Linked DNA regions of Mus musculus: regions 1, 2, 3, 5, 6 and 7 are each linked to region 4. The links are chromatin contacts, called in public Hi-C, HiChIP or PLAC-seq and promoter capture Hi-C maps. All regions are on one chromosome and are shown on one strand. The core of a region is the stretch at or near the end of the contact, and the rest is flanking DNA. Distances in the headings are between cores, read along the strand shown. Region 1 holds the start of 4930543I11Rik (a long non-coding RNA gene). Region 2 has its middle 50 kb from the start of Tmem26. Region 3 overlaps Tmem26 (transmembrane protein 26). Region 4 holds the start of Arid5b (AT rich interactive domain 5B (MRF1-like)). Region 5 overlaps 4930521O17Rik (RIKEN cDNA 4930521O17 gene). Region 6 holds the start of Tmem26 (transmembrane protein 26). Region 7 has its middle 18 kb from the start of Tmem26.

Region 1 (3,804 bases), core at 597-3,096, 490 kb before region 4:
CAAGCTCTCTGGCTACCGAGGATGTACGCTCAGGGCTCAGTGTCCATGAGGATCAAATCACAATTGAAGGGTGATGTGTATGTGTGATGTTGGGCACTTTCCTCCTTTAATATTGTTTGGCTCTCTTCATCTTCTTCCTTCCTTGGTGCTTTGGTAAGAAATGTCCCAAATAGTCAGTTGGTAAAGTGTTTTCTGCCTCAGTATAAGGCCCTGAGTTCAGACCCCCAAGACCCATGTAAAAATATGTGGGGCAAGATGGCTGCATTTATCAACCTAACTGTGACAAGGGTACAGGAACACTCCTGGAGCTTTCTGATCAGATCATTTCACCAAATTGATGAGCTCCAGGTACAGTGGCAGACCCTGTCCTAAAGAATCAAGATGGAGAACTGTGGAAAAAGACATCCAGTATTCATCCCTGGACACTACATGTCTACACCACATGTGCACACACATGAACAGGTACACATACACAAGCAACAGACACACACCTCTCTACACACACACAGAGGGAGAAGAAAAGTCAGAAGTAGACTAAATAAATCAGTGTTGTCTGTTTCACCTAAGAGTGATCCATCTGTTGCCTTCAGCCTCAAGGTGTCTTGTGGAAAATGAGGTTCTGGGTATGAAGTTCAAGACCTTGCCCAGGCTCTTTCAAGACAGAGAGCACTCTACCGCCAAGCTCCATCTCCATCCCTCGAATTCCTTAAAGTATCATTTTGCAAACACTTAAAACCTCAGGTCATACATTAAGAATACATTCCATCATCATAATTTCATGAAGATACCTTGAGAGACTCCAGTATCATCATATCACAGATGAAAATACAGATTGGGGGTGTTGTAGTTTATGTGAACCTTCAGGAATACTACGGTAAGCAAAATGGTGGGAGCCCTGCCCCCGAGGACGCCCTCATGCTGAAACCTGTGCATGTTTAATGCAAAAGGACTTTGGAGGGTGTTATTAATGGCAAAGTGTAAGGTGTTCTGGGTTATCCAAGTAAGTTCAAGATAATCACAGGGCTCTTTTCAGAAGGAAAAAGGAGGGCGAGAGCCAGTGTAAGAGGCAATACTACAGACTCACAGTCAGAGATCTGGAGGCTACATTGTTTTGGAAATATATACCATTGTCCAAGCTATACTTAAACCTCTATAAGCTGGGAGAGATGAGAAACAGGCATTTCTTCCAACATGAAGAAAGACACAGTACCTTCCTGCACCCCCAGTACCTTCATTTGAGCATGCTATGACCTGTTTTGGATTTCTGTGCCCCAGAGCTGAAGACACTAAATTTGCATTGTTTTACAGGTGATGCAGGGCTGACTAAGGCCAAAGGATGGTAGGTGTAATCCTGATCAGGAGAGGAGAGCAATTAAGACAGGTGAAATGGTGAGAAATGATGTTTCCATGGCCTCCTTTTTCTCAGACCAATATCCTGTTAACTGTTGCTCTGATCGCTCCTCTTTTTCTTAAGCAACAATCATCTCCCCATTAGAATTCCATAGACACAGGAATGAAGTCATTTTACTGCACGTTTATTTAATCATTGAAGGTGTGTGTAAGGAAGTGGGCAAGTGGAACTCAGAGGTCAGTTTTCTCCTCCCATCTTGTGAGTCTTTGAGAAGTGAACTCATTAGTGTTGACATCAAGTGTCTTTACCCACTGGGCCATCCTGCCAGCCTCCATTAGTCCTTCTTAATCATGGAATTCTGGCTTCTACCCCATTTAATGGGACTACTTGACAGTGTGCTGCATAGTAACTCTCTTAGTCACAGGTTGCTCTGACTGTTACTTAGGAACACCATGGAATCGTACCCACTGGAAGTACTCCAAGCTCCAAACTCCAAATTCTGAGTCATCTGCTTGGGTTATAAAGTCAACAGTCACAGACTGGCCTTGCATCACTGGACCCAAACCTTTGACCTAACTTTCCCGTCTAAGGTGAAGAGAAAATGACAAAGCAGTTAGCTTTAACCCAGCTTATCTGTTTGGCATTGCTGCAAGAGAGCACTTGAGACTTGGTTACTTAACATAAAGAGAACAGCACTTGGCTCAGAGCTCCAGGAGTCCGAGACATACACGACTGAAGTGTCCCTTCAAGCTAGGTCCTTCTGCTTTTTAAAACATTGCAGGATACAATACATCATGAGAGGACACACCTAAGAGAGGAGGAGAACTAAGCCTGGTTCGTAACAAACCCACTGTCATGCTAACGAATCCACTCCCAGGATGGCGAGTCTACTTGTGAGCAAAGAATCCTTATGACCTGGCTATCGGTTAGCCACTTGGTGAAGATCCTGCCAACTAAAATCTAACAGGGAAGCTTAAGATTCCAGTAAAGAGCAGGGAGTAGAGTGTTTCTGAACAGCACAGAGCTATGAGGCAGAGGTACCTATCAACAGAATTAGAGAGCGATCCAGGCAGACACTAGAAGATAAACTCGTTTATCTTCTCACATCTGCCAAGTCATGAAGGGCAGCTGTGTGGCATATCTTCTGTCCAACTTGCTTCCCAATGGCTCGTTCTGCCTTGAGTATAGCAGCTATAAGAGATGGGGGCAATGGTGGAACTAGAGGAAACTCCAAGTGCGAGTGGTTCTATTGGCATTAAGAAAGTGACACCAGATTTTTCTTCATACAGAGGACAGTGGGTCACCAAGTGCTGTAGACCCAGTGAGAAGATCACTGTTGACTCCATAGGAATTCTCGACATGGCTTCTACCTTTTGAGTGTGCAATGCTTTTTGTGTTAAATCATCTTTTTTTCCTACTTTAGGAAATAGAACCAGATTATAACTCACTCCACAGAATTCATATTGCTTCTGCTTGCACCCCCCCCCCTTGCACTTTTAGCATTAAAACTCCTAGGAATTAGGACACAACTCTTCCTGACCCAAATATGAGTGGTTTGGTTTCTGACAGTGGACAGAAGTTTAACAGGAAGAGGACGAGCAAAAACAGAAGGCAGGTTGGTTCCAAGAAGAAAGGCTTAATGAACGGGGTGCTCTTAGAACTGACTTTCAATGTGACAAGGATTTTCTTCAAGCTCCTCCCCCCACTTCAATGCCCCCATCACTCTTGATTCTCTCTGTGCCTTTAGTTTGCATTACTGTACAGCGTTTACAGTGTGCCATGCCCACTCTACATATTTTATGTAAAGATAGCCCCTAACTTAATAATGGGTAGGCCCACAATTTTCCCACTTCCCGAAGGAAGAGAAACACTACATCATTAAGCTATGACTTCTGCTTTTTCATGTAAAAGACACATTTTCAATTTAGAAGCTTGATAGGAAGAGAGCCCCCATTTTAACCTGGGGTATGAAGCCATAAATAATCCCATAGAATGTATACTGTTATTTTGCATGTTTTAAAAGTTATTACACCATACCACACTGGTCACAATGTCAAGTTAAAGGTAAAGTCACCATTGCAACCCTGGCATTCTGGCTTCAGGTTGTGTGCCCTTGACTACCATACTGTGGCTCTATGGGGACTTGAGGTAAGGATCCGGGGAGATTGTCACATCTATGTCCCTTCAAGGTTAGATTCATTTCACGTGTTAGTAATTTCAGCTCTTTTGGTAATTTCCTCTCTTCTCAGAGGTGTCTTGCCATACATATGTGTTTATCTGAGTTCTGCTTTTAGAGTGGGTGAGGTACAGAACTAGAACATGGAGCCTTGTGTGTTATAAGCAAGCACCCCACCCCCAAACTACATCTCAGCCCAGAAGACCCTACCACTTTTGTTTGTTTGAGACAGGGTTTCTATGTGTATGTAGCCCTGGCTGTCTTGGAACTTGCTCTA
Region 2 (3,635 bases), core at 507-3,006, 400 kb after region 4:
TCTTAACTGGTGAACCATCTTTCTTGCATCCGTTCCAAAAAAAATTTTTTGAGGGGTTCATACACTTGCACACTGTATTTTGATCTGACCCACCCACTGTACCCTCTATCCATCTCCTCAGAGATCCCTCCTTACTATGTCTCCCTCCAATGTCTTATATTTCCCCGCCCCCAGATTTGCTGGGAATATTCTCAGGCTTCAGAGGACAATAATTATCTACTCTCTAGTTGAAATTCTATGGGAGATGCCCAGGCGAAATGATTGCGCTCGAAACCACAATTTCTTAGGCTCTTCGGCAGAAAAGCAGTATTTGTGTTTCCCACAGCATGGCGGGGGTGGTTGACTAATAAACGCTTGCATGTTATTTCAAAGATGACAAGGGCCAGCTATTACAGTGTATTATTATCTCATTCTCTTTCCCGAGCTGGTGTGAGTGTTGGGTTACGGCTGGCTCGCCCATCTACTTACGCATGTTCTCTTCACTGGAGGAGTCAAATTTCAGCCTAGCACAATCGATGAATGTTTATGAGGCTCATTATGGGTCTAGACTCCCCTCATGCTCAGTGCCATTATGAGCAAACACTAAGGCTTGGCTTTGAACCTCGTGGTATCTTATGCTGACCGGCTTCACTTACATCCTGGTTTGTGTACTTGGGGTCCTGTTTCTGTATTCTGTAGAATGCTTGGCCACTTGCTGGCATCACATAACTGTCCAATAAAAGTAGTGATAAAGTTGTAAATTGTTCTCTTGATTTGCCTCCATATTAAAAAATAGACTACACAGGAAGAAATACGTTCTCATGGTTTTTGGCAAAAGACAATTCAAAGCCTTTGTTAATGGGAACACAGACTCTTCTCTCTCCTGCTTAGTAATCAGGAAGATGAAAACTATTTACGCAAAGAATCCTGGCTGGATCATCCTTAAATCATTTATAACTCACTGAGTGCTTTGAATAATGGAGAAGCTAGGGGGGCCTCTGATTCAATTTTATCTCCTTTGTTTCTTTACTATCTTTGTGCTTTCTTACATTTAGAAGAATGTTACAAAAAAGAGGGTTGGGATTTTTTTTTAAAGAAAAGCTATTAAAAGCTTTTAGGAGGACTTGAGCTTTAATCAAACCTTTCTGTATTCAGGGAGGCCAAATCTCCATGGACCTGGAGACAGCCTGAACGTTAAGCATTTGAAAAGCAAACTAAATTCATGAGCTAAGCCTTGCTTCCTTCCCCTGTCAGCCTTATCATTCTTATAATAGATGCGACATTAGCTCAGTACATTCTATGACACAAAGTCTCCATTAGATCACAGTATCAAATGATGGGAGCGCATATTTACCTGACATTTTTCATTTATAAGTGCTACATTGCATATGTATTCATCTTCCTAGGCTAATTACTAAAAATAAAAAAAAAAAACCCAAAACCTCGGTAGTTTAAAAACTGTAGCTATCTTCCATGTTACAGTTCTGGGCCCAGCTCAGCTCAGCAGGCTCTCAGATCTATCTCAGCTGCTGAAATCAAAGCTGTACATGGTGTAATTGCTTGCAGGAGGCTCTAGGGCTGGGTTCAACTCTGAGCCTTTTTACACGGTTCTCAGAGCCCCATTCCGTAGGACTGTGGTTTCTGCTTCCTTCCTGGGTATTACGTAGATGTTTTTCTCAATAAGTACAGGCTACCTGCCTCTGATGACTAACCAGCTCCTCTCTCTCTCTGTAAAGCTAGACATCAAAGATCAAGTCCTTTTACGTGTTGAACCTTTAGCTCTCCTCTCTTCTCAATGGCTCACTTGATTCGATTAGGCTCACCCCAATAACCTAGAGCAATCTTACCATATCCTTATCTGGAAACTCCATTCTGCCCTCTAGTTCTTTTGCCATGTCAGCTTTGTACGACTCTGTGGTCAGGAAAGTCCATATTTTCCTTAGCTTATGGTGTGCATTAGGCAAGGGTTGCAGCGTTAGTCTGAAAGGCTTGTTTTTATTTTATGTGTCCAGCACATGTCTGTGCACAGTGACCCTGCAGAGCCCATGAGGGATGGTTGTGAGCTACCTTGCAGTTGCTGGGAACTGAGTTCTGATCCTTTGAAAGGTGACAAGTCCTCTTAGCTACTGATCCATCTCTACAGCCTCAGCTATCCTCATTTATAGATGAAGGAAGGCAGTGTCTTTGTGGTGTAATTAGTAATGATAATGAGAAGGTCAGTGGCTGGAGATCTTAGTTTCTGCTATTGTTAGCTTTAATTAACATTCAAGAATGCACAGCAAAATATTTCATCTGGGGACGTGAAGATGAAAGATACAGCTTATAATAGTTAATCTTCGCTGTTAAAATACCTGGACTTAAAATCAACCAGAAGCCCTACCTCTGTATTATCCTGTGAGGGCATTTTTCAGAGAGGTAGGTCCCATCTAAATGTGTGTCACGCCATCTCATTATCCCTGGTCCTAGTCTGAATAAAGAGGGAACCATGAGCTGAACACCCACATTTATCTCTCTCTGTTTCCCTGGAGATGTAACGTGACTAGCTGCTTCATTCTCCTGTCAGCATGGCTTCCCATGGTGATGGTCTGTATCCCTTCAAACAGTGAGCCAAAAGAAGTCCTTCCCTGCTTAAGTTGCTTTAGACAGACGCTGTGTCACAGCCATAAAAATAAGTGGTTCAAAGCAACCACACTCCTGCACCAAAACCCACACAGATACATACACAGACATTTTAAAAAAAATTAATATTTATAGAATTTGTATTTTTTTTTCTGTGTGAGTGTATGCATGCAAACCTGGGCGTGAAGCAATGGAGGGCCATGAAATCATACGCTAGGGAAGGCATCCATGTATAATGTGCCCTCACACTTAGGGATGCAAAGACATGGGGTTGAATGGAATAGACTAGACTAGGCTAGACTAAACTAGAAGGCTATGAAAGGAAAAAAAAAGAAAAAGAAAAAAGAAAATGAGTTTAGAGCTCTGATCCCAGCACTCGGGAGTTTGCAGCAGGAGAGACGAGTTTACAGAAGTCGAATCACAAACGATTTTTTTTTTAACCTCAACAACCAACACCAAACAAAAAATATCCAAGTCAAAACTGTTGATTGCTCGGTAGCTTTCTTTTCCACAGAACAGTTTTCTTGCTTGAGGCAATAGGACACAGGCTGATTATCCTGACCTGGGTATTTAAATATGGTCTTCAAGGTGAGCAAATGCATCTCATTCAGAGGAGGCAAGTGATAGTTTTTGTTCTCCATGAGGACATTTGGGTTTTCAAGTTTAGCATCTGAATCCTTAAAGGTTTTTCTGGTTTTGCTGTGTTTGTTTCTGAGACAGGGTCTGACCATGTGGTCCAGGCTGGTGATTTGGTCCAGGCTGACCTCGAATTCACCAGCCTGTCAAGTACTGAGATTATAGACATGTGTCACCTCATGTAGCTTAAAGGTTCTTCTCTGACAAAATTTGATGGTGTGTTGATTGATATACTTTGTTATAGCTTCATGTCATTATTGGGATTGTTTAAATAATTTAGTGACTCAGGTTTTCAAAATTGCCAATTCGAGATACTCCAAACTGCTCATGGGTAACAATCCACCAAAAGTGAAAGACAGGCACATAGATGGCTGAGCACTACGGAGAAAAGGCTCACCCAA
Region 3 (3,831 bases), core at 1,189-3,688, 480 kb after region 4:
TTTAACTGGACTAAAATAGACTAAAAAGAATGTTTATTTTCGCCTTTTGCTTGAAGAATGCAGCTTTGTTTTCACAAAGGCTACATGGTTGACAAGTTTTCATTTATGACACACATACATGCGATACAAATATCTATATTGCGTATAGGCCGCTCACTCAACCAAGTGTTTTGGGAACACCACTATCTCCTTTCAGGTTTACTCCTTGCTTATTCACAGCTGCCCTGCACATGAGGAGTCGGCTTGCTGCCCACAAGGTTTCCTTTTCTCCATCGACCATCGGTGTGGCTGTGCTACATCTGGGCACACATGTCAGCCATCATCTCTAAATGCTGTCCCTGCTTCCTTTTCCCATCCCCCTTCTGAGGCTGCTGTTGCAAGTGTGTGTCTGTGTGTTTGGGGTTCTTGGTTTATTCCTTTTGAATGTATTTAACTTCTCTGAGCTTCAGATCAGACATTTTGCTGTGGGTCTATCTGCCAGGTCATTCACCTGTCTAATACTATCTCAAATCAAGACATGAATTCAGACCATGGGGTCTTTCAAGTTGATTTTTCCCATCCGTCCCTGTCCTGTTGACTCTGAGGGTCTCTGTACTCATACCACGTGGTTGCTATATCTTCACTAAATCTGTGGATTCCTTGAGTCTTTTACATTCCATGTTTCTTTAGCTTGAGCACAGAACCGTTTTCCAGTTTTGAAAAGATTAGTTGCTTTGATGTCCTTGCTTTGTGCTAAATCATGTAACCCTTAGTTACCGGCTCCTTGTTTCTCTTTTTGACGTATCACATACTTTGTTGATAATTGGCCACTCTCCATACATCTCTGCCACCATCACAAGCTTCTTCATCTGTTACCTTAAAAAAATGCTTTTATCTTATGTGTATGAGTTTGCCTGTACACATGTATGTGCTCCACATGTGTTCAGTGCCTGCAGAGACCAGAAGGTGGTTTATGGAGCTGGAGTTACTGGTAGGCACTGAGAACTGAACCTGGGTCCTCTAAAAGACTAGCTAGCACTCTTGACCACTGAAACGGTTCTCCAGGCAGACCTCTCCCTTTGTTTCTTAATCGGAGCAATCTATCAATTTCAGGATGGCACTGGCTGATGCTTGGCCTATTTATTTATTTGTTTGAATTTATTTATTCATTTATCTTATTACTCAATTATCTTGTACTAATGCTTTGTAAATAATATTATTGTTGTTCATTTTTATATTATTTGTCTTATTTATTTTATTAATGTATCTATTTGATTTTCAGTGTCACTTTTACCTTGAATCTTGCACAATTCCAATACAATGAAGTAGTTTGCAATTTGTAACTAGAGCAGAAATGGATATGGAACTTTAAACACTTACAGCCACACCTACTGAAGATGTGGGATGTATTCAGATGCACACCTGTGCTCAGAGAACCTTCATTTAAACAAGACCCAGTTGGGCCCTCTCTGCACATGCCTCTACTTTCTTAGTCAGCTGAGTGCACAGGAGAATTTACCATGTCTTTTTAGAAGGTCTGTAATAGATTTGAAGTCTATTCATCACTTACATGAATTGGTTTAAAAGTTTTAAAGTTGGTTTTAAAGTTTCACTTTCATTTCTAAACAAACCCATCATGTCTCTGGACCACTACATTCTTTTTTTTTTTAATTTATTTTTTATTAGATATTTTCTTTATATACATTTCAAATGCTATCCGGAATGTTCCCTATACCCTCCCTCCACCCTGCTCCCCTACCCACCCACTCCCGCTTCTTGGCCCTGGCATTCCCCTGTATTGGGGCATATAAGGTTTGCAATACCGAAGAGAGGCCCCTTGGACCACTACATTCTAAATGTGAGCTTGCTCGCTCTCTCTCTCTCTCTCTCTCTCTCTCTCTCTCTCTCTCTCTCTCTCTCTCTCCCTCCCTCCCTCCCTCCCTCCCTTCCTCCCTTCCTCCCTTCCTTTCTTATTTCTTGGAGACAGGGTCTCTGTGCAGCTTTGGAGATTCTGTAACTCACTATATAGATTAGGCTGGTGTTGAACTCATGGAGACCCACCTGCCTCTGCATCTTTAACGTTGAGGTTAAAGGTATGTACCAACATGCCTAGCCTTTTCAAATTGCATTCTAAACTCATTCAGCTCCTTCCAGTCTCAAGGAACCTCTCACTTTGAAAACCCAATCTCCGATTGATCAAGATGGCCTTAACATGTTTTATTGGGGTACAGAAAACGACTGGGGAAGGAATGGCTGCAGGGACAGGAAGCTGGCCTGGCAGACAGGAAATGAGATAGAAGAGAAGTCGGGCTATAAAAAACCCCAAACCCCATTCCCAGCGATATACTTCCTCTAGCTAGATTCCACCTCCTAAATTTTCCATAAGCTCTCCAACAGCGCCACCAGCTGGGCCCCAAACTAGAGACCAAGTGTTCAAACACAGGGTCCTACAGCAGGAATCAGTGGTGGGAGGTGGGGGAAGGCTGACAGTTTATATTCAAATTACAGTCAGCCTTGGCTTTCTCTCTCAGAGCATTTCTTACAGGAAATCTGAAATGGTTCTTCACTTCCCGCTCCTGTTGAGTTGTAATCTCCTCTCAGCTCTTACAGACATAAGATCCCTGTCTTCCAGATGTATTAAAGAACCTAATGAGCGGACAACATCATAGAGGATGAAGGGGCTCCAATCTTGCAGTGTTTGTGGGAACACCCGGGCCTCACTTTAAAACTCAATTAATAAACAGAAATCCCCATCCATTTTAATCAGCTGCCCCGCCCCTAGCCCCACCTCCTCATCAATCAGCTGCGCCCCCCCCCCCTCCCTGGGGGTCCTCCAGTGCTTTCTTTCCTAGGGTTTAAAACCTCTCCCACCTTTTGTTGCAGCATATTGCATTGATTCTTCCCACCAGCTGCAATCATCTGGAAGAAATTTTTCTTGCCCCTTTAACTTTATCCTACACAATGTCTCTCTCCCTCTCCCGACGGCAGCTGAGCCGGGAGCATGCACGCCCTAGACATTGCTCTTACCTGCAACTGTGCTACATTAAGGAGAGTCAATGATGCTGGATTTGTTGCTTGTCGCTGGTTAATTTGCACAGCATGGATGGTGATCTTTGACAGCGTGTCTAATATAACCCATATTTGTGAAGGGGGGGAGGTATCTGTTGACCTTTCTATTGGCCGTGGCTTCTCTGTCAAAATGTTCATGAGTCTAAATTGAGCATATTCGGGAGAAATAGTTCATCACCTCTGGGAACACCCTCTATAGGATTTCTGAACACAGATTGTTTATTAAAAAGAAAAAGTCTGTTTCAGCACCATTACTATATTTCAGAATATTTGACAATGCAGAAAAGGCCTTTCGTATGTTTTTCCTGGGCTCAATCTCGTGAACTCTTTTTTTCCCCTTGAAACCTTTGTGCTTTCTCTTCTCTTTCTCTTCTTTATTGTCTCAATGTGTTTGTTACACTTTTAAAAGTGCATGAATCCTATTTGTGCACTGTCTCTTTTATACTAAAAAAAAACTCTCCATTTTAAAAAAATAGTTAAGATAATCAAAGAGTGACTTATTTTATATTTTTTTAATTTATTTTTATGTGCATGGATGTTTTGCTTCCATGCATATTTGTTTTTTTGTTGTTGTTGTTCTTTTTGTTTTGTTTTGTTTTTGACAAAAGTGGTTCTTTTTTTTCCATTTTTTAATTGGGTATTTATTTCAATTACATTTTCAATGCTATCCCAAAAGTCCCCCCACCCACTCCCCCACCCACCTACTCCCACTTCTTGGTCCTAGCCAAGGCTTGGTCTGTACTGAGGCATATAAAGTTTGCAAGTCCAATGGGCCTCTCTTTC
Region 4 (3,814 bases), core at 424-2,923:
AGCCCGAGGGAGGTGGCCTGGTGGCGGCGCCGCAGGGTCCTCCCCGCGTCCATCCCGCGCACAGACTCGCACCTCACCGCAGAGGCCCCTGCACCCAGCCCCACACCCTACTGGAAGACGTCCACTTCGCGTGGAGTCACTGGAAACCAGAACATCAAATGGCTCCGGGAGGAGGGGGAGTGGGCGCGAGATAGTTCTTAATGCCGAACGTGTTTGTGCCGGTTACACGACCGCTTTGAAATCCGCCCGGGCAGATGCGCAAGTTATTTGAATGTATTATCCCAGTACCTGTCATTTATCACTTCAGTCAACACGCCTTTGCCAACTCAATTGCTTTTGATCTCATTCTGCCTCCGTTTCGTAATTTCCGCCCTCTTAAACATATCAAATACTTAAAAGAAAAAAAAAAAACGTGAACAATATCAAAACCCACTAAAAGAAAGCTACCCAGCCCAGGAGCCAGGCATGAAGTAAAAAAATTAAAAAAATTAAAAAGCAAAAAATATGTACATTAAAATATGTATATTAAAGCATGAGATATTAATCTTCAAGAAGAGGTAGCTAAACGAACACACACACACACACACACACACACACACACACACACACACACACCCTGGAACAAAACCCTTCTTGACAAGTTATTTGATCTTGACTAAAATCAGCAGTTGGACGGTCTTTGTAAAGCTGACAGCCAAACTCTGACAATGGTAAAATACTCCAGCCCCAGTTAGTGGCGCTACCCCTTTAAAAAACGAGCGGATCCTGCTCACCGCAGAACTGAATACAGTATTTTCAAGCTTGCCTTATAATACGCATTACTGGAGGGGGGGGGTAGATAATAAAGAAGGAAGAGAGGGAGAGATAGGTTTACCACCTCGCCATGGTCGCTATTTCTGCCCTGGGGAGTGTCTTCGGGGAGGAAATAAAGTTTCGAGCTGGATAAAAGTTGCCGGCTGGTCCTTTCTTCCCACAACAGCTGGAGCTCCGCTATGCAAATCGGATCCTTTGGCGTACATCTTACAAAGAAAAAGTCGCCAAGGGACAAGATTCTTGGTTTGCCTTCAAGGTGGAATTGAAAAGCCTTATAAAAAATATAAGGTCCGTGCAAGCCACACGGTGAGCCGACCCACTGCAGGAGGGGGAGAGAGAGGGAGAGAGAGAGAGAGAAAAAAAAAAGCACCACGTAAATAATGTAGCCATCAAGCACAAATATCTATTCCCAGGCACATTAACACACAAGACTCTCAATACAGACCGGCCCACAGATAGAACGCTGGGTGAAAAAATATTACAAAACCCACTAATTTTCTGCCTCCCTTAAAAAAAAAAAAAGAAAGAAAGAAAAAGAAAAGAAAAGAAAGAAAGAAAGAAAAGAAAAGAAAAAAAAAGCCCTCCGGGTCCCCACCACCCCTCCCCAGTTCCCCATATGAGGCGATAAAATTACATTATGTAGGTATGATCAGCGCAGGGATTTTTAAAAAAAACAATAAAAATGATTTTGGGGGGATGCAGAGGGTAAAAGTTTGGTAAAAAGTTTGTGGGGGGTGTGAGGGGGTGTGAGGGGGTGGGTGAGCTGGGGGGCTGGGGGGTGCCGGGGGGCGCCGGGACCGCAGGAGCGGAGGAGAGCGAAATACCTGGAGTGAGTTGGGCTCCATCTCGACGTTCTGAATTGATTGAACTCAACATTCTCTCCAAACTTGTTGGCTTGAATGGATTGCATCAGGTCCTGGCAGGGGAAAGCATTCTCTGCTTGCAGCCGGCGTGATGTCTCAATATAAAACTAAGCTCTAGCCTCCCCCTCAGCACCAAAATGATTGAAAATATATCCTAATATTTCCTCGAAGACTCAATTTTCATCTCCTGTAAAAAAGATGTGGGTTTGCTGCCAAAGATGGGTTGATCAAATTCGAAATAGGGAGAAGGGCTAAGTCCGACCTCGGCGGGAAGAGAATGGATCAAGGCAAAAAGCAGACAGGAAGATGTAAAAAAAAATTGAAACCCATCCTAAAACCAAGTAATGAGGGTATCTTTCTCTTCTCAGTTCCTCGTGTCTGTGGGTAACGTCGGTTGAGATTTTTGGAGCAGACCAAGTCTCTCGAGCTGCGTTGTGCATCTGACAGGACCTGCTTGTATATGTCTAATATAAAGAACATTTCCTGCAGAGATTCCGGGGCGCCGCTCCTCTTTCTAATGCTCCTTAGCAGATTTGCTGTTATTAGACATGTAGATTTGTTTGATAGTTAAATTACGTTTCCTCACTGCCATGTTTGAGAGAACTAATCTGTTAAATTATCTTCTGATGCCTATTTACACGGAAGGGAAAAGTGGGTTATCGATTATATAAACATATAAATATTAATGCATTTGTTCGCTTCGCAAAAAAAAAATACTCAGCAGGGGGGAAAAAAAGGAAGAAGAAGAGCAGAAAGACAAGTGAGCAGTACACACACGTCTCGTGATTTTGCAACAATATTGAACGGACAGCAACTACATTTAGGGAGAGGAACAATAAACCATGCATGATAAATCAATACATGCGAGCCGCGAGTCTGCTCGGAATATGAATTCGGGCTCTGGGTTCTGCGTGTGCATTCTTTAATTTTGAAGTATATACACTCGTACGTGTTTACAATGCTGATGGACGCCAAGGGCTCTCTCAAATGATAATGTGTTTATATAACCCGGCGCTACAGGAATAATATACCGACTTCTACCCCACCCCCAATCCTTCCCGTGCCCCCCTCCTCCCAAAAGGGAGGGGGAGCTTTCTCGGTAATAGTTTGAAACTGAAAAAAATAATCCATTTGCAAACTAGTTAAATACCATCAGAAATTAAGCTGTTGGAAACGGAGGTGGGGGGTGGTTAACACAACGTAAGACAATAAAGGTTTTAAATGTGTATATTTATTGTTCTGGAGCCCTGGAGCATTGCGCGGTTTGCATGCACGGCTATTATGCAAACAGAGAAACTTAAGAGCCACAGAACAAGGAACAGGCAGGGACTGCAAAACCCTCGCTCGCTGCGACCCAGCTGCCGGTCCTCCGCCTGGCTCGCTTGCATTTTCGCAGCATTGATGTAAAATGGTGTACTCGCTTCCTCCACCCCTTCCCGGCTCTCCTCCCACTCTTTCCAGCACCCCTCCCCAACCCCCCAGCGATTTTATTATATTGGCACCAATCTTTCCAGAGTGGGTCTGGCAGGCTAAAAAAGTAAACATGTACTATATGGGGGATAAGGTTTGTATAGTACGACAGTTGAAACTCGATCCGCGATAAAATTACAGGATGTTGAAATTACTAGCAAGCTATTTTTAACGCTTTCGCAACGTTTCACCTCTACCCGCAGCATCGAGTTGAGACAGGATTACTTTAATGAAAATTATATTCACATGGCTGAAGTTAATACACCCAGCAGAGCACAAACGCCTCATCTTCGGTGATCTGGCGGTGGAAGGACCCTCTGTGTGTGTTTTGACGCTTTTTTTCCATAACGTCTGCCTCCGCTGCAGTAAGAATTAGGGCGCTTAACATTATCTAAAACACATTTTTTTGATTCAGAACATGGAGAAGTCATAAAAAAGGCAAGATGTATCTTGTTTCTATATACACAGAGATAAACGAAAGAAAATGGCAGATCCTCCAATTACAATAAGTAATAAAAGCCCATGCCAAAAAGCCCGTATTCTGGAAGCTGTCGAAAAGCTATTTTAATAATTTAAAGTAATATTCCAACTCTGCACCGTGGGGGAGGACAGTGTACCAATTTACAGTCTTCCATCTTTTGCATTAGCCAAATTATGACCTGCACATC
Region 5 (3,625 bases), core at 506-3,005, 310 kb before region 4:
CATGTTCTCCAGCTTGCAGAAACATCCATTCCAAAGGTCAGAATCAGGACTACAGGTGACGAAAAGTCCCATGCTGATATTAGATGCTCTTTCGCTTTTGGGATACTTATTTCGACTGGAAATTTTCTTTTGGTGAATGTTATAAGAAACAAGTGGTCACCTTCCTGTATGTAGAGAGAGCTTGAAGAAATGAAATTGCCATGTATGAGATGGAGTAAATTGGTAGGAAGGAATTAGAAAAGTGAGCTGCTGAGAGACAAGTTTTCATTTAGCGGTATAACATCGCTTCAACTGCTAACGGAGCCATAACTGCAGAGTGAAGCTTACTCACAGCTCAGTCAGTAGCTCCAAGAGGAGATAAAGCTATGTTTTTCCTACTCTCAGTTGTGTGTTCTGAGCCCCCAACCCTATTCCCTCCCGTGGTGGATGAGCGAGCGAATCCAGCTTTCTGGGTATCGAAGTGGCAAGAACCATTTTGCAATTCAAAAGATTCGGATCCCTTTGAGGCAGTGATTTTGAAAGTGTGGCTCTCTTTTTAAGTCCATTGACCATCGCGACAATAGGCATTAGGCATGACTAGCTGCTGAGTGCATCTGTCACACTGACCCACTAAGAAGGGGAAATTTGTGCTGGTGGAAGGGATTTTGCAACCTGGAAAATTCTTTTTATCTTTCTGTTTAAAACAATACTAATTATTCTATCACGGTGTTTAATATGTAATATTAAACTGTACTGCTATATAAAAAAAGTACAACTTTAAGAAATTTAAAAATAAATACAGACTCTAAGTTTGAGAGAAAATTACTTAATAGTCATTTGAACACAACTGGCCAGTGAAGTTTATATAGAGCTCAAACCATATTTTGAATCTTTTACACTTCTGAATGCGAACTAGGAAGGACGGAGATGGGTGATCTATTCCACGTGTTTAATAACAGGGGGTGCACTGGGTCTGGTGTGTAATTACTCATCACCCACTGTTAGCCTTACTGTGGTACCTATCAACACAGCAAGTACTTCCTACCATTACTATGGGGCCCTGCCGGACCTGTTTGGACATTCATACCACAGCAAATGCAAAGCCCAAACCAACAGTGTCACAAGGCCCAGTGTTCCCTCTCGCTGACAGCTGAAGTAATGGGTTTATGTTCTTTGTCACCAACGCAGAGCCTGCTAACCAGCCTCCCCCATTCTTAAACAAGGTGGTGGCACATTCTCCCAATTTTATATTTACCAGAAAGTACCAGGAAAGGCACCTTTCAGCTTTGCTCTTCTGCTTTGCTCTTTCCAATGAGAAGGTCCCACTGATAGACTGGCTTAAAAAGGCACATGGAGCTGGAAAACAAAGTGCTGTACCAAGATTGTAGCAACTGTGGTCAGAAGCCAGCTCAGTGTTCACTTTGCAGTCGCAATAAAAGCTAATCCTTTTCAACCTTAAAACAAACTTATTTTTCTAAAATCGCCTTCGGTTTTTTTTTTATTTTAATCGGTCAAACGGTTGACTTGTAATAGAAATTCAAAAGCTTTAGGCATCTTCGGAAGAGAGGGGACAGGTGGTCATTGAGATGTTTTGGATGGTAACAGCTCCACTTCATGTGGAGGTTTTCAAGCTTTTCATTCTGCAGTTATCTCACTTAGATCTCCAGTTTGTGTAGCTTCTCTGGTGTTTTCTTCTTGAGGCTGGCTCTAAAACAAAGAGTACATCAGCTCTGTGTTTCAAGTGGCACTCTAGACAAGTATTTGCGCAGGCTTTACATTTCTCAAACACCTGCACCTAGACGGGGCACCCCCAACAAGTCTGGGGAGCAGAAGGGAGAACTCTTAGTTCTACTTTATACATTAATTACCTGGAGCTCAGAGGTGTGAAATGACCCATCAAATGGATATTAGATAGCTGGGCTAACACCATACTGAAACCCTCTCTCCTCCATTGGTTACTTCTGACTATTAGTTTCCATTGTTAATTTGACACAACTAGAGTCCCATGGGAAGTGAGTCTGGGGATTGTGTAGATCAGGATAGCCTGTGGGCATGTCTGGGGGTGTGTGAGGGGGAGGGTGTCTGTCTTGATTACTTCATTGATGCAGGAAGGCTCTGCCTAAAAGTGGAGGGCACCATTCCCCAGTCTTGGGTCCTGAATTATTTAAGTGAAGACGCAAGCTGAGCAGTAAGTACCCATGCATTTGTTTCTCTGCTCTTCCCCTGGGATGTGACTTGGCTAGCTGCCTTGGATGCTAAAATGAACCCTTTCTCCTGTAAGTTGCTTTTTGTCAAAGTATTTGCTCACAGAAACAAACCTCGCATCCCCTGAGATGAAGCAGGTCATGTTGTAACATTAAAAGCCCTCAGACCCAGGAGCTCAAAACAAAGAATGTGTCCCCATATGTGCAGCTCAAGATAACTCTTGAGTTCTCCCATTCTGAAACCTGGGATAGCACACTGATTCACATTCTGGACACTTGCCTGTCATTGGGACAAAGACAAAGGAAAACTGCAACAAAGAGTTACACAGCCCTCCCTGCTCTTCCAGCTGTTTCCTCGGCCTCTTCTGTGCACGGTTCATCAGCAAAAATCTCACGGGACATCTGCGTCCAAAAAGGGAACCCTCTGAGGAAGCAGAACAAACTGGAATCCTTTTTAAATGTTGCTACTTATAAAACAGACAGGAAATGCTCACTGTACTCTAGCTCCTATGGGCTGTTGCAAACTGCAGGAGCAAACCCGGTTCTGTGGAGGGAGAATCGGAAGCTCACATTCAGGATCTTGAGTGACATGCCGTAGCTCCTACCTTGTAAGGATTTGTGCTTCCTGTCTACATGTGTTCTGAACTCAAAACCTATGAGCTAAGCAAGAAAAACCATCTGCCCACGAGTCCAGTACGCAATGGAGATGTGTTTATGGATCAGCTTAGGCTCTGTTCCCTTCTAGAAAGGAGAAATCTGGGCTGGAGCTGTGAACTCTCATAGAGTAAATGTTTCAGAGGTCTTCTGTCCCCAGTGGGGAGAGGAATTTTCCTTGAAAGGGGACTCTGTAGTCCATCATTCTTCATAATTCTCAATTCTACCATCTGGAAAAGGCTTCCTTTCTGTTTTGCCCCAAATGGATATGTGTTCTTCTGTGTGTGTGTGTGTATGTGTGTGTGTGTGTGTGTGTGTGTGTGTGTGAGAGAGAGAGAGAGAGAGAGAGTGTGTATGTGTGTGTGTGTGTGTGTATGAAAAAGGGAGAGAGACAGTGTTTGTGTGAGTGTGTGTGTGTGTGTATGAAAAAGGGAGAGAGACAGTGTTTGTGCGAGTGTGTGTGTGTGTGAGTGTGTGTGTGTGTGTGTGTGTGTGTGTATGAAAAAGGGAGAGAGACAGTGTTTGTGTGAGTGTGTGTGTGTGTGTGTGTGTGTGTGTGTGTATTTTGACATGAGCACAGAATGTTAAGAATTCAAGACCAATCAGCCACTTGACATGGTTGCCGGGAACAGGACTCTAATTCTCTGCAAGAACAGCACATACTCTTAACACTAAACTGTCTCTCCTGGCCACATGCTTGACATTTTTATATCAAGCTAAACATCTTAGCCAACTGTCCACTGGCACAGAGAGCCTTGTGGCTTCCAGTAAAAGTGTATCAGAACACA
Region 6 (3,810 bases), core at 1,231-3,730, 450 kb after region 4:
TGTTCTCGGTTCCCAGGGAGTCTACCACTACTTTAGAACAGGCATTCCCTCCCAGCAGTTACCATTCTTACTTGAGCTGGGGAAAGGCTCTACCTTGAAACCCAAATCACAGTATTTTAAAAGGAAGTTTGAGAAAGAAAGGCATTCACTTTGCATTCAGAAAGGAAGAGGGTTCTGCTGAAGGCTACAGGGAAGCCAATGGGAGGTGGCTGTTGCATTTTGTGGATAACCCCAGCTGATACCAAAAGGACTGCTTATTGACACTGAGACTCTTTGTCAAGCTGTATGACATTCTAAATTGCTTAGTGTTTTTATACATTTAAAAACAATTATTGAAGATCCCCAGATATTTCTCAAAGCCTCTTCCCTATTTAAATTGAGGTTAGAAGAAAGGAAAGAGAATTTTTAAAGTGTCTTTAATGACAAAATTTGTCTTTCAGATCCTGCCAAGTTGAACCAAGAAAAATGTTTAGGAGATACTGAGTGTCCCTTGTTTTATGCCCTTTCTGGAGAGTCCTTGCCATGCATGGAGGGCAGAGAAGTTCCTGTCAGGGAGAGACTGATGTTTCTCTTTCAGCCACGCCTTGACATCCCCCTCTTGAACAAAGAAAACCTCACACCAGGGAAGACAAATTCTGTGTCCTTGTAGATCAGGATACAAGGAGTGTCACTTTACCCTCAGGTGTGAGCATAGTTAAAACATTATTATTCAAGCTACAAATGACCAAGCACTGCCCTATCCAAGCTAGGCTCAGTGAGACAGCCAATCCCCTTTCGAGAGCACCCAATCTGATGCCCCATGATCTCTGAGCCCTAAAACCACTAAGACCACCTAAATCAAGCCCAGATGCATTCTAATCAGTCATTCCTGACATTTAAAAACTTTTCTAACACTCTTACCAATCCAGTCTAGTTTCCACGGAGTGTCTTTCTCCAGGAAACCATAGTAAATCTAACTTATTTGGCTCTAGGGGGATTAGCTTGGTTTTTGCTGAAGGCTTTGATAGGTCTTAGGAGTGTTGTGGCTCTCTCTTCCCTTGCTGATTTTCCTTGTCTTGAACACTAAAGAGCAGTGCCTTCCATATTCCTGGCTGTAATGTCTATGTTCTCTACCTATGACCCTATGGATGCTTTCTATGGATCTCTGATAACATTCCCTGTAGACTTTTCTTTCAGTTACTTGTATGGACAAGAGAGTACTCCTGCTTCACAGTGCTAGGACTATAGCTTTCTAAACGCTCTTTGTAACCAAACAAAGAGTGAATTAGCAGCACAGAGCTTTGAAGACCCTAGGTAAACCTGGCAAGATTTCAATAACTTAGTTCACTTCACGATTTTTATAATAGTCTCTCCTAGCTATATAACCTCTCAATTTACAAACATAGCTTTTCTACATATATTTCACTGAGATATTGAATCCAATTTTTAAAATCTGCAAAATTAATAACAACAATAATAATAATAATAATAATAATAATAATAAAATAAAAACAAGAAGCCTGGAGGACAGAAAACAAAGAATCAAAAATAACACATGGGGCTTTGAAGTCCTGACTTCAGTTCTTTCTTTGGCTCTGATGATGGAAAACTAAGTCACAAGTCTTCATCTAAAGAGTTCTCAACTCCAAAGCTGTACCTCACCTACTCATATGGATCACCTCCCCTTTTCCTCCTCCTCCCCACAAGCTCTCTCGCCCCTCCCCCATGCTGGATAAGAGCTCTAAGACTAAGCTAAAGCTGCAAACCTCCTTTAATTTTTTTTTAAGAGTTATGGTTTTGCACAGTAGCCCAGACTGGCATTGAATTCACAGCGATCCCCCTGCCTCCACCTCCCAGTGTGGGGGTGGGGGGACCAGGAGCCACCAGCTAAGAATAAGTACACTAGAGTTACCCATGCTCTGAATGAGATGTTGAGAAGGCCAGGCTGTCAGTTGACCCGTGGTTCCGGGGAAGTTTCAATTCTTCAAACTGGGGGTTGGGGGGTGGTGGTGGGGTGGTTAGAAAACCCCCAAAAAAACAAAAGAAAAGAAAAAACACCACGTCAGTTTTAAAACTGCTTGGACAGCAGATTCTTTTGGTTCTCCTGAGTCCCAGCTTCGAATCATCGCGAGGGCCTGTTGTGCTCCTCTGAATGTGGGAATGATCTAGATGGGGGGAAAAAGAAAAAATAGAAAAGTGAGGGCTGATAGAAAAAGCTCTTTCGCACCTTGGCCATCAGCTCACCTCTACCTTCTTGGAGTGGGGTGGAGGGCATTCTTATGAACTCCCTGGGGTCCTGGGGGTGGGAAAGAGGGCAGGAATGAAGGCTGGGCCCCAGCATCCGCAGGAGGATAGGCTGTGCTGCAGAATAACCCCGAGAGAGCCTGGGCGGTGCAGTCCCAGTTGCCTGCAGAGCCCAGCAGCCAGGAGAAGCTGGCTTTGGATTCTGTCTTTGAAGAGTTCTCTGGAAGTTGGAGGGGCGGGGCAAGCGGCGCTCTCCTGTCCTACTGGAGACTTGCGCGGGAGTGTGAGCAAGAACTCGGGCTGGCAATCACAGTCCCAGGGGTGTCCCACTCCTGGGCTGAGGTGGACACAGGGTGCTGCCCACGGGGTCGGTAGGGCGCAGGCGCCGGTCTGGCAGAGCGCAAGGGCAGAATGGAGGGGCTGGTCTTGCTCAAGGCCCTGGTCACCCGGCTGCTGTTCCTGTTGCATTCCCTGGTCGCCGTCTGGAGAGTGACCTGGGTGAAGGAAGAGCACCGTTACTGGCTGCTGGCCCTGCTCAACCTCTTGCTGGTCCTGGAGACAGTGCTCACCCTCAAGTTCAAGCGCGGACGAGGCTACAAATGGTGAGAGTGCCCTGGGAAGGGAGGGCGCACAGGGTCCCGGGCATTGTTCATCACGGTCTTAGCAGGAGGAACCAAAACCTTGTCTCGGGTGTTTGTGGTTTCCTTGCTGGTATTTGGGCACCCTTTGGTTCTCCGTGGAGTTTGGTCGGCACATGGGATACCGATGCATCTTTTAGGCATGCCAGTGGTACCTTGGGTCCCAGCGCAGCACTGGGAAGGATGGAGCCCGGACGGATGGACTTAATTGGCTAATCAGTTAAAACCATCTACGCTAGAGGAGTGGAGCTGATTGCTGGGTGTCCTGCTTTCTTAAGTTAGAGTGCGAGCCAGGGGCCTGTCATGGATGTCCGTGCAAGAACCGGGATGCCTTGTGGGGCAACAGAGATCCATGAAGAGCTGAGCGCTCCTGAAGCCTCTGCCGCACAGTGCCGCCCCTCCCCCCACCATCAGCACCTTTGGTTTTTAGTCTCTTCCGCTCTCCATACCCCTCGCTGCGCCTGAGGTTTTAGCCACTTCCAATTTCTTCCAACCCCAAACGTCCCCAGCTCTTCCAGTGTGGAGCCAGTTTCAGGTGTCTGGGTTTGGTGGCTTGGGAGCTTGGCAGCCTACTTCGGGAACCAGGCATGGTTTGTGCTACAGACACTGGGGGAGGGACCAGCAGGTAGCGGGTTTTGTCTTAACCTCAGCATGGAAACTCTCTGGGTTCCTCTGGCGGCTGTAATTCCCTCTATAGACCCAATGCAAGTGGAAAGGCTAACACAAAGGTTGCCTGGCCATTTGCAAAGAGTACCCACTGATGCCCACTCTTACCATCCAGGGCAAAGTTATGCCTCGCGCTAACCACCCCCCCCTTTGCTGTTGCATTAGCTGTTATGTTCAGGAACAGAGAAGCCCCCTTCAACAACAGTGCCAAAAGGCTATATATTTCATTGTCACTGTGGGAAAAAAAATGGGCTTTGAAGCTGATATGAACCTTAAAGTCTCT
Region 7 (3,407 bases), core at 124-2,623, 430 kb after region 4:
TCTTCCTGCCCCCCACCCCCCACTCAATTAACCTAATCAAGACAATTCATCACTTTCATGCCAAGTGACCTGCGTTCCAAATGTTTCTGGATTGCACAAACTTGATAATTATATTAATCACCACAGTACTCAAAATTGTTTGTTTATTCTTTTTTTCAGCCTCCCTCCCTATGACTGGTGACACCAACATACTGTTTTGAAACCATAATATGGAATCTTGCCCAAGACATTGAGGAATTTATGATCCAACTCTCTAAACATCAGGAAAATATGTTGTCTGGTTGATTTTTTTTAAAGAAGAGCTTCACTTAAGATCTAGGTCCAGCATGTGAATTGAAGAGAGAAATCAAAATAATGAGCACATACCCACCATTGGACTGATGCTTTAAAACTAACATTTGTCCTCTGAGATCATAACAAATATTTTAAGCTTTCATCTAGGATCAGGAGGCCAAATTAGACTTTGTAACATAACCAGTAGACATTCATTCTCTCTCAGCTCTAGAGGCCTGACATTCCAAGACGAAGTCCCAGCAGATTATATCCTAGTGACCCTTGTGCCCCCGGATTTAAAAGGCTACCTCTGGATATGTTTCCATGTGGGCATTTCCCCCTCTACTTCGCACTGCCTTTTTCTTTAAGAAAGCCAGTCTTCCTGGGCTAAGGCTTTACCTCTATACATCCATCTGTTCTCGGTGACCTGCAAATGCCCCTGTCTTCAGATACGGTCGGGTCTGAGGCTTTCATATATGAATATAGAGTGATGGACTCAATTCAGGGCATTACATTCTGATGAGATGTCAGGAGAGAAGCAAAATACTTTACATCATCTTCCGAGGAAAGACCTAATTTTTAATTATACATAGGATAGATGTAGTCTGGTATAGGAGCATGGTGTTTTTCTTTTTCTCACTTGCTGATTATATATGATTACTGTAGGTGTATGATGGGGATGGTAGGTAAGTTCAGAAGAGAAAAATTATAAGAGTTGTGTCTGTGGTCAATTTGGGTGGGCCCCAGGATACCCAAGAATCCAACCATTGTTCTGCATATCTCTGCAAGTCTGAATTTGGATGAGATTAGCGCTGGACCACAGTGTGTGAAGTTCTCATGCAGCAAATCAAAGATGTGAATGGAAGATGCTGAGTTTTCCTCCAAGAGAAGAAGAGATTCCTCCTGTCTGTCTGTCTTTTTGAAGGAGAACGTCTTTCTGTTCTGGAGGTCAAAGAACTGAGACTCACAGTTATTTCTTGTTTCTATGGATCCCTCTCAGTCCTTCTCAGTGTCAAACTGGATCTAGATGTGGAAAGTGGATTGTGGTTGATTCAGTTTCTCTTGGGAACTCTGACTCATGCAGATGTGAATCTCCAAAGCCAGCGGTCTACTCCTCCTTACTTGTTCATGTGCATTGTGACTCTTGCCTACTTAGTCATGGTTGTCATCCTGTTGTTGCAAAATTTAGAAATCAGAAAAATCTCAGCCATCATTTCTAGTTTTATGACTCCTTGTGTGAATCAGAAGCTTGAGTGATTACACAATATTCAAAAGACGAAGAAAAGAGTCTTCTGAACTTTCTGATGCACAGGCCACATGGCCTAGAAGGAATCATTTGTCAGCTGTGACATCTAGATTCCTCCCTCTGTAAAACGGGAATGAAATATATCCCCTTTCATCTCACAGCATCTCTTCAGATCTCATGATAGCACATGTCAAAGTTCCTTAAAAGTATGAGTCTGTTGTGTAACAGAGTTTGCTAGGAATGCTGCATGGTGTACACATGACTTTGTTAAGATGGGTTTATCTTGAATTAAATGTTTCTACACCTGGCACTGGAGGTACACCTCAGCAGCTAACAGCACTTGCTGTTCTTGCAGAAAACGGGGTTGGGTTTCCAGCACCCACACGCTGGCTCATAGTCATCTGTAATTCCAGTTCCACGAAACCCGGTGACTTCATCTGGCCTCAGCAAGTACTGAATGCACATACATACATGAAGGCCAACACTCATACATTAAAAATAAATAAACTTTAAAAAATGTTTATAAGTTTCCAAAACTTAGGAAACATCTTTTGGAGGTAGACACCTTTGGGAAACTTCCAGGCAGCTAAGGCCACTCTTCCTTCTCATTCACTGTCCTGGCTGACTTGGGAAATTCAGCAAAGATTCACTCTTCTAGCGAAGGTTCTAGAATTCTTCCATGACCAATGTTTCCATAAGGCACCAGAGGACCAGAGGAGGCACATGCATCATGGTAATCTCCAAATGACTGATCCTATGGGCTAGCCTCTTCTATAAAGGTCACATCTAGATGGTGATTGTCCCATGTAACACAGAGATGTTGGTGGAGTTGAACATATGGAGTATGAATCATTGCTGTTAACAATGGGAGCACAGTTTCATCTCAATTAGCTTTCCTAAGATGTTTTCAGCATGTCTTTCAGTATGGTAAGCCCTAATGGTCAGAATGATGGGCAGTTCTTTTTTTCTTTTTCCTGTATAGAACTCTAGACCATGGGGATGAACACTTCAGAAAAGAGTGAATTGCAAGGAAGAGCAGCATCAAATAAAAAAAAATGTCAAGAGTAGAAAATATGCTGAATTAGTCTACTTTCCTCTCAATCCTTTCTCACCTTCCACCTACCACTCCGAGCAAGAATCCTTCTGAGAATATTTTCTCAACTATTTTTTCTTTTGTTCAAATTACACAGAAAAAAAGAATTGTGTGATTAAAGCCAGCAGAAGGTTTTGTGTTTCTTTTTGTCACTGAGTCATAAAGAAAGAAAACAAAACACACTAGGCTCAACCTAAATCTAACCAATCACATAACTTTATTAAACACAGCATCAACAGAAAGAAAATATGTAGTGCTTTCCCAGGAAGGAATAGTGCCAAGAATAGAGTAATTTTCTGGCTTTGTCTTTGATATCTATAAATTTTGTTCCATGTGGTTCACTATGTTACTGAACAGCTGTTGATATTAAACATGAGGAGAAAATCACAAATAGACAGTAAAATACATCAGGGGTTAGCAGATACTAACTAGCCATACCCCACAAGGACCCTATTCATATGTATTTTAAACCTCAGACTAAGCAAAACATTTTCTTTTCTATTATTCTATCTCCTCATTTTTTTTTTTGTGGCCAAGTGTGTATTGGATACAAAACTTGTTCAGACCAAAACTTGGCATGTGAGCTCTTGATTTGACTGCAGTTGGGTTACCACCAATTTGCAAAAATGAAGTATGAATAATAATCTTACTTATGAGAGTGCAAAGTAAAATAAATCTTTGCTTTGCCATCTTATCAAGGAATATAAATCGATCTGGCATGCAAGTCAACCTTAATTTCTTATGTAAAGGTTCCAGATGTTGTTACAGCTCTGTTTTATAAATATAACCAGCATG

What was found. Promoter capture Hi-C pulls out the DNA fragments that hold promoters and counts their contacts. A called contact is a pair of places that touch in the nucleus more often than the background predicts. HiChIP or PLAC-seq counts read pairs in DNA pulled down with a chosen protein or histone mark.
Region 1: a contact with region 4 is called in a FOXA1 HiChIP or PLAC-seq map of pancreatic cancer cells. The contact joins the promoter of 4930543I11Rik here to the promoter of Arid5b in region 4. A contact is called at or near these places in 1 of 39 promoter capture datasets (liver) and 2 of 115 datasets of contacts at active chromatin or transcription factors (bone marrow-derived macrophages and pancreatic cancer cells).
Region 2: a contact with region 4 is called in a BATF HiChIP or PLAC-seq map of CD8 T cells, with 7 read pairs. The contact joins the enhancer-like site here to the promoter of Arid5b in region 4. A contact is called at or near these places in 3 of 39 promoter capture datasets (hippocampal neurons, liver and pre-B cells), 2 of 484 Hi-C or Micro-C datasets (CD4 T cells and cortical neurons) and 4 of 115 datasets of contacts at active chromatin or transcription factors (CD8 T cells, bone marrow-derived macrophages, craniofacial prominence and 1 more).
Region 3: a contact with region 4 is called in a promoter capture Hi-C map of second pharyngeal arch cranial neural crest, with 5 times the contacts expected there. The contact joins the enhancer-like site here to the promoter of Arid5b in region 4. A contact is called at or near these places in 13 of 39 promoter capture datasets (the 3T3-L1 cell line, 3T3-L1-derived adipocytes, the HPC-7 cell line and 8 more), 1 of 484 Hi-C or Micro-C datasets (cerebral cortex) and 5 of 115 datasets of contacts at active chromatin or transcription factors (the NIH/3T3 cell line, bone marrow-derived macrophages, embryonic limb bud and 2 more).
Region 5: an H3K4me3 HiChIP or PLAC-seq map of bone marrow-derived macrophages shows a contact between it and region 4, with 4 times the contacts expected there. The contact joins the enhancer-like site here to the promoter of Arid5b in region 4. A contact is called at or near these places in 1 of 39 promoter capture datasets (the C10 cell line), 2 of 484 Hi-C or Micro-C datasets (CD4 T cells and natural killer cells) and 6 of 115 datasets of contacts at active chromatin or transcription factors (bone marrow-derived macrophages, fibro-adipogenic progenitors, forebrain and 3 more).
Region 6: an H3K4me3 HiChIP or PLAC-seq map of bone marrow-derived macrophages shows a contact between it and region 4, with 3 times the contacts expected there. The contact joins the promoter of Tmem26 here to the promoter of Arid5b in region 4. A contact is called at or near these places in 1 of 39 promoter capture datasets (liver) and 8 of 115 datasets of contacts at active chromatin or transcription factors (bone marrow-derived dendritic cells, bone marrow-derived macrophages, craniofacial prominence and 5 more).
Region 7: a Hi-C map of the C2C12 cell line shows a contact between it and region 4, with 2.6 times the contacts expected there. The contact joins the enhancer-like site here to the promoter of Arid5b in region 4. A contact is called at or near these places in 6 of 39 promoter capture datasets (the 3T3-L1 cell line, 3T3-L1-derived adipocytes, hippocampal neurons and 2 more), 2 of 484 Hi-C or Micro-C datasets (the C2C12 cell line and embryonic fibroblasts) and 3 of 115 datasets of contacts at active chromatin or transcription factors (bone marrow-derived macrophages, embryonic limb bud and large pre-B cells).

What each region holds. Positions count from the first base shown.
Region 1 is chr10:67,783,897-67,787,700 of GRCm38.p6, forward strand. 4930543I11Rik (a long non-coding RNA gene) reads left to right here and starts at 1,847. Exons shown (of 3, transcript XR_380531.4): 1 at 1,847-2,966.
Region 2 is chr10:68,672,080-68,675,714 of GRCm38.p6, forward strand. No RefSeq gene overlaps it. Among named protein-coding and RNA genes, the nearest start is that of Tmem26, 50 kb to the right of the region's middle. Within about 2 kb of position 1,757, at least 60 of the 459 cell types and tissues checked have an H3K27ac peak or open chromatin away from gene starts, as enhancers often do. A contact at or near this core is called in CD8 T cells and craniofacial prominence, where this site is marked.
Region 3 is chr10:68,757,098-68,760,928 of GRCm38.p6, forward strand. All of the region lies in intron 4 of Tmem26 (transmembrane protein 26), which reads left to right. Among named protein-coding and RNA genes, the nearest start is that of Tmem26, 35 kb to the left of the region's middle. Within about 2 kb of position 2,439, at least 12 of the 459 cell types and tissues checked have an H3K27ac peak or open chromatin away from gene starts, as enhancers often do. A contact at or near this core is called in pre-B cells and second pharyngeal arch cranial neural crest, where this site is marked.
Region 4 is chr10:68,277,053-68,280,866 of GRCm38.p6, forward strand. It overlaps Arid5b (AT rich interactive domain 5B (MRF1-like)), which reads right to left and starts at 1,674. Exons shown (of 10, transcript NM_023598.2): 1 at 1,638-1,674; 2 at 878-1,132. The coding sequence starts at 1,658.
Region 5 is chr10:67,963,731-67,967,355 of GRCm38.p6, forward strand. All of the region lies in intron 2 of 4930521O17Rik (RIKEN cDNA 4930521O17 gene), which reads right to left. Among named protein-coding and RNA genes, the nearest start is that of 4930521O17Rik, 8.2 kb to the right of the region's middle. Within about 2 kb of position 1,756, at least 67 of the 459 cell types and tissues checked have an H3K27ac peak or open chromatin away from gene starts, as enhancers often do. A contact at or near this core is called in bone marrow-derived macrophages and stem cell-derived neural progenitor cells, where this site is marked.
Region 6 is chr10:68,721,266-68,725,075 of GRCm38.p6, forward strand. It overlaps Tmem26 (transmembrane protein 26), which reads left to right and starts at 2,481. Exons shown (of 6, transcript NM_177794.3): 1 at 2,481-2,825. The coding sequence starts at 2,635.
Region 7 is chr10:68,704,273-68,707,679 of GRCm38.p6, forward strand. No RefSeq gene overlaps it. Among named protein-coding and RNA genes, the nearest start is that of Tmem26, 18 kb to the right of the region's middle. Within about 2 kb of position 1,374, at least 39 of the 459 cell types and tissues checked have an H3K27ac peak or open chromatin away from gene starts, as enhancers often do. A contact at or near this core is called in the C2C12 cell line, where this site is marked.